2 separate regions of the Gasterosteus aculeatus genome follow, and region 2 is linked to region 1. Evidence: chromatin contacts called from public Hi-C data. All regions are on one chromosome and are shown on one strand. Each heading gives the region's core, a stretch centred on a gene start, on an enhancer-like site or on the middle of the called end of the contact. The rest is flanking DNA. Distances are from core to core; before and after follow the strand shown.

Region 1 (3,003 bases), core at 274-2,773:
ACTAGCGTCTGATTTGTGGCTTTCCTTTACATGGCAGTCACTAAAACTGCTGCTAATTTGGAAATGAAAGATCGATGTTGTGTGGCGTCAACTTAGCATGACAGAAACTGAAACAAGTGCTGTACTTCGCATTCCGGGTCAGGGCGGCCTCCGCGGGACTGTTTTGCATTTAAAAAGTCACAGATTGAAACTGCCGGGGCAGCCCACCTCAGTTTGTGCTGCGGAGGACATTTGACTCCGCCTGTGCTTGTGTGATAGATTTGCAATGCAAATGTGGGCCGAGGGACCTGTTTGTACGCCCTGCAACATTCCCCTGCGGGGCACATCACAGGTTTGAATGGGGGTACACGCCTATAACCTCCAGCAACTGTGCAACCTCCACCCGCATCCGCTCACAAGTGGGAGGTGTTTGTTCAACGAGAGAAAGTGGCTGAGATGATTTTTTGAACATTTTCGGATGTTATTTTTGTCTTGTCTCTGTTTCTGTCTGGTGACCACGTGGTAATGTAGGCTTTGACCAACACTCTCAGGTGAATGCTTTGAACAGCGATGTCACAGGCATTCTAATCTCTTTAAAAAAATAGTTTGTCAACAGGACAATTGTGGTGAGAACACATGCTGCACTCATGTCACACCAAAATAAATTATACATAGAAGCTCTGACTGTGATTAAGCACTATGCTCATATTTTAGAAACCAAATTACTTTGAAATGATTACAAAACACGCTAATTTATGATAACAAACCACAAAATTGGGTTTTTATTACCAAGGTTATCTGTGTTGCCAATATTTAACAATAACACAAACAACAGTTTCCTTGCGTATATCTCCAACCCAAGATCGGTCACATCCAAATTACTGTTTATTCTGTCCAATCGTCACGGTCTCGATCTTTTGGCTCGTGTCAAAGCTCGCCATCAGCTATGATCATGCAATACGTTGCATAATCATAGTTACGTAGGTCTAATCAGGTCTACTGCATTCTAAATCCGGTTTAATTATCCTCAAGTTTGATCTGGCTAATCTCAGGTCAAAAATTAGGAAACCAGGTCAGTTTGGGAATTTCAAAAAGATAGGACCTCCTCCAAAACCGTAGTTCTTACACCACATATATTAGCGTTCCCATTGTACGCAAATCATTAGTCTGGGATCTAGTTTGGGTGACAATACTACCAAAAATATGAAACTAGACCTTATTATATACATAGTCATTCAGGGGAACATTTTCATATAAAAGTCCCTGAAGCCGTGAACAAAAATAACTTTAATATTACATTTGTGTGGCTTGTGTGTAGCTTGCATTACCTATCATAGCGAAAACATATACCTACGTTTAAAACCTTCATATTTCAAAACGATGGTTGCCATTCAAAACCAAATGAATTATCTCGTGATTTGATAAAATATCGTTTCAGTTATTTGAAAAAAAAGCGATACTCTCTTGTTTGTTTGTGAGATTCATGATACCGACGTACCGTGAACGTAGCGCTACATCTATTGTTCACTCCCTTTCCACAAACCCCGCCCACGCTGCGCCGCACCGGCCGTGATTGGTTGAATCTGAGTGCCGTGCCGTCATCGCTTGGAGCGCCCATTCATCTCTTCACTTGGGCGTTGGACTGTGCATCTTAATAGCAACAAGGGAAATTTCTCCATTTTGCAGCCTGTCTGCAGCGACACGACCGACCGTGGATTTTATTGCTTGTCCCTAACCTATCAGCCTTTTCCTGCTCTCCGGAAAAATCCTCAGTGGCACTCAACTGGACTTTGATTTCACGTTTTCCCAAGTGAACTTTTTTTTCCTCTCTGTGCAGAGGGAGAAAGAGAGTGAAAGAGGGAAGACAGCAGCGAAGAGCTTTGCGTTGCAACAAAGAGGCTTGTGGGGTCTTTGTTCGTTTTTTGTGTGTGTGTGTGTGTGTGTGGGGGGATCGGTTGAGTTTCTTTGTTGGAGCTACAAGCATGGGAGCGCAATTGTCCAGGGCAGCCGTAAAGGCTGAAGCCGTGGCTGAAAAGCCCGGAGAGGCTGTTGCTTCCTCGCCCAACAAGACCAACGGACAGGTAAATTACATTTTATCATCCAGCTTCCATCGCATCCATCTGGGCGGGTGGTGGGGGAGGGAGGGGGGGCGGGGGTATTTGTCGGGCTGCGCTGTTAGGGTGCAAATCCGTGCGTAAATCATGGATATATTGAATGGAGATGCGCGGTTGAGGTTTAAATTATTTTAAAATTGTAGTCCCCGATCAACAGTTGAGCACCTGATATGTTTGTTGTTTCGTGAGAACCGAATAATTTGGAGAAAACCTGACAAAATAGTTTATTTATGACGATACAATTTCAGTTGTAAGGTTATTGATTGGTATTATGTGTTTAGATGTAGTTCCTGGACAAACGTGCAGTGCAATTATCATGAAAAGGAAGAGCTTCGAATGAAGTCGCCACAACTGAATAAAAGACGAGATGGGCAACAAAAGGGCCGTGAGCGCTCGGAGCGTCGCTCCTTTTGTTACAGATGCTCGACGAGAAAGTGGAGATGGCAGCCTGCTGTCGCGCCGGGAGACAGTGGTGCGCCCCGGAGGGGGAGGGGGGCTTGTGCTGTTTCTAATCGTTCCTTTCCTCCCCTCCTATAGTTTGGAAAAATAAACAATTAGAGACCCCATTTACCTTTTAAACAATTTTTCGTAAATGCACCTGAACTCCCCCTCCCTGATCCGCCGGACTAATGAGCGTCTGCTTTGCTCTGCGACCAGAAACCGACCCCCTCGTTGTTAATGAAAAAAAGAGGGATTTAGTTGTGTTTTTGGTTGGTTTTGATCTATCCGAATAAAGTCTTGAAAGTAGAACCCGAGTCCAGCATTTAGGCCTTCGGCTTTCGATGGTGCCTGCTGCCCCTAGTGTCCACCGGCGGCACTGCCCGGCTCTGGTTGAAACCCATAGCAGGCTCTCTGCATTCCATTAACAGCCACTGCTTTGCTCTCTTTAGGAAAACGGACATGTTAAGGT
Region 2 (3,003 bases), core at 285-2,784, 94 kb before region 1:
CAGCTTATATGTCGAGGCATGGTGGCGGTGGGTGTTTAAAATCCTTGCAGCTTGTGACTGACTAAGATCAACATTCTTCAGCATTAAATGGTTACTGTAATGCATTTAGCGACTAAATAAAGCTCAATTGTACACCCATTTACTGTGTGGACTTGCAAATAACTTGTGACATCTTACACCGATCATTAAATGAAAACTTGGACTGTCTACGACGGGGTATCGTCAACCACATTTACAGCCCGTTATAAAGGGCCTGAGAGGCAGTACAGAGACTCAAAAGACACCGAAGAATAGTTCTTGGGAGCAGGCAATTTCTTATTTAATGGACAGCAGAATGTCATACACGGGTGATCAGTCATGGAGGACAAGCAGTGTTTTTGTGAGACGTCTCGAACAGATTTTGCAGGGTGACGAAAACACTGGTTAGCCTCTTCTATGGTGCACGCTCAAGCTGCAGTGATTTTCTTCAACTTGTATCGAGTCACACACACTGGGGATATCAGCACAGTGTTCATGAACCTTTTACACACCTGTTGTGATCCTTTTCACGTAAATCTCCATTTTGTCTCCACCAAACACAGGTTTGGAGTATGGGTTTTAGCAGAGGCGGAAGTTTCAAACAAAGGTGTTTTTTTGTTCATCACAATTTAGTTTGCTGCAAAATGTAATGAGGGCAAACAAGAAGGTTGAAATCACAAAGTCTTGAGTTTAATTTTGTTTCACATCTTTCTGGGAGACTTCCAACTTGACTCTCCACAAATTATGTTAAAGCAGCTCTTCATTACATAAAGGTTATATTGTTTTTAAGAAAGTAAGCAGTGCTCGGACATTTCTGTGATATAGAGCTTCAGAGGACTGAAACCTGTCACTTTTTGATGGATCAGGAGAAAAGGACAATGGAGGGATAAAAGAGAAACTCCACGTTGCAAGTAAACAAATGAATTCATAGCAGTTCTAAAAGTGAAATGTTGTTCTTTAAAAGCCCCCCAGCCCAGCATTGATCCTCTTCAGCTTGGACTCCAGCCCTCTCAGCCGCATAAAGCTGTCCTCCAACGCCTGCACCTTACATCCCACGCTTTGATTACACGTTCTTTACTTCCTCTTCAAATCCTTTGTGTAACTGGACAGATTTTTAATTAGCTTTCCAGGGAACCACCGAGGCTCTTCTTTAAGAATTTCCGGGCCACTTGAGCACAGATTTTTGTTTATTTAAGACAAATACTCTTTCATCAGGATTAAATTCATGTTAATGCATGAGTGACAAAGACACATATCTTATGCCATGTTTTGTCCTGTGATCTTAACGACTGAGAGGAAAATGAAAAGCCAGATTAATTAGCCCAAGTTTCTCAAACATATCTTTGAAAAATGAACAAAGATGGTCCTTGGCTTTGCATATGATCAACTTCCACAGGAAGTGTGACTAAGCCAATGAATAACAGACAGGAAGTGCATTGGTATTAGCTTTGATTCCCCTGGTGGTTGTCTACACACAAATCTAAGACCGATCTAAATATAGCCCGTTCCCTTTCCCTATACAGATGGCTGGCAGCAACCAGTAACGTGTGGTGATGTCAGTAAAAGGCTAGGCACTGAGTTATGAAAGCTTGATTACCTGATTTGTTGCGCGCTCGCTCTCACTCTCTCTCTCACACACACACACACACACACACACACACACACAGTTATCGTCCAGCATCAGAATACAACCATCTTTATCCTTAAATATAATATGGGTGGATGAAATCAAGCATTCTGAATGGTTGAGAGTGAGTCATGCGGTGTACTGTGATGAGCCATAATTTCCTGTACACCTGTTTACATTTCGAAGCTGCATGCCCAGGATACAGAGTGGAGACCTGCATGCTTGTGTTGCATACAGAGTACGTTCATCAACATAAATATTCTATGAGCCGACACAGCACATCATGTATTTCCTTTCATGCCAATTTTCCGTGGGAAAGGGAAGCATTCCCAAGTACCAAGGTTTAGACCACACTCATACCGTACTGATAAAGATACGTCCTCGTTCCCGCTGGTGTTGTTTGTTCAAAGAATCTCTTGTGCATCGATGTGTGTGAATAATCATCCTCCGCCTTCGCTAAGATAATCTTTAGCATCCTTTAGGTTAGAATTCTCAAACGTCACATATCATGTAAAAACACCCTTTTGACCCCAACCCAAATGTGAATTAAGATGAAATGATGAAAATTACATTTTGTAGGCTCCCTAGATTTCAAAAGCAGTTTGGGTTTTATTTGGACAATGTATTCATGTTTTATGCTAAAATGTGTTACAGATAACAGTAAAATCTGACATAACTTTTTTTTCATAGAGAGATTGCAAAAATATGTCATCACAATAGTTTGTATGTTCATTTTTATTACTTTAGGTAGCTTTCTTTTAGGAGACAAAGGCGGGATTTCAAAACCTATTAGCCTGAAGTCTTGTGTATGAAGCTCCTAGCAGGTTTCTGGGTTCCATATCATATAACCAGGTTATCCTCCTCTTGCCTGTCCAGACAGAAAGAAGAAAGAAGAGCTCAATATCCCCGTCATTATATTACAGATGAATGGCAGAACAGCCAATGATAACACGGCTTCCTGCAAATCTAATCAAGCTCCCTGACAGAGTGTGGCTTTGTGCGAGCATGAAGGTAATGTGTTTGCAGTGCGTTTGCAGTGCGTTCACCTGAGCTATCTACCATCTGCTGCTCTTCTGGACAGCATTTGTTTCACTGCATGCTTGGACTTGCGCATGACTGATTTTAGAGGATAAACACACACACACACACACACACACACACACACACACACACACACACACACACACACACACACACACACACACACACACACACAGGGTAATGGGAAAAATGATAAGGTATACCATTTCTCACAATGTGTTGCACCAAAAGAAAATTAAGTGGTATAAATCCATGCTCATCCAGATTTAAAGCACATATCCAGGGATGTCCCCACCATAGCCTCCAGTTTCTTCTTC

The links. Hi-C and Micro-C count contacts between places; a contact is called where the count stands out from the background.
Region 2: a contact with region 1 is called in a Hi-C map of skeletal muscle, with 2.8 times the contacts expected there. The contact joins the enhancer-like site here to the promoter of marcksa in region 1. A contact is called at or near these places in 2 of 6 Hi-C or Micro-C datasets (both in skeletal muscle).

Annotation. Positions count from the first base shown.
Region 1 is chr18:4,329,128-4,332,130 of fGasAcu3.hap1.1, reverse strand. It overlaps marcksa (myristoylated alanine-rich protein kinase C substrate a), which reads left to right and starts at 1,523. Exons shown (of 2, transcript XM_040160425.2): 1 at 1,523-2,060; 2 at 2,984-3,003. The coding sequence starts at 1,962.
Region 2 is chr18:4,423,237-4,426,239 of fGasAcu3.hap1.1, reverse strand. No RefSeq gene overlaps it. Among protein-coding and RNA genes, the nearest start is that of LOC144389437, 12 kb to the left of the region's middle. Within about 2 kb of position 1,534, at least 1 of the 9 cell types and tissues checked has open chromatin away from gene starts, as enhancers often do.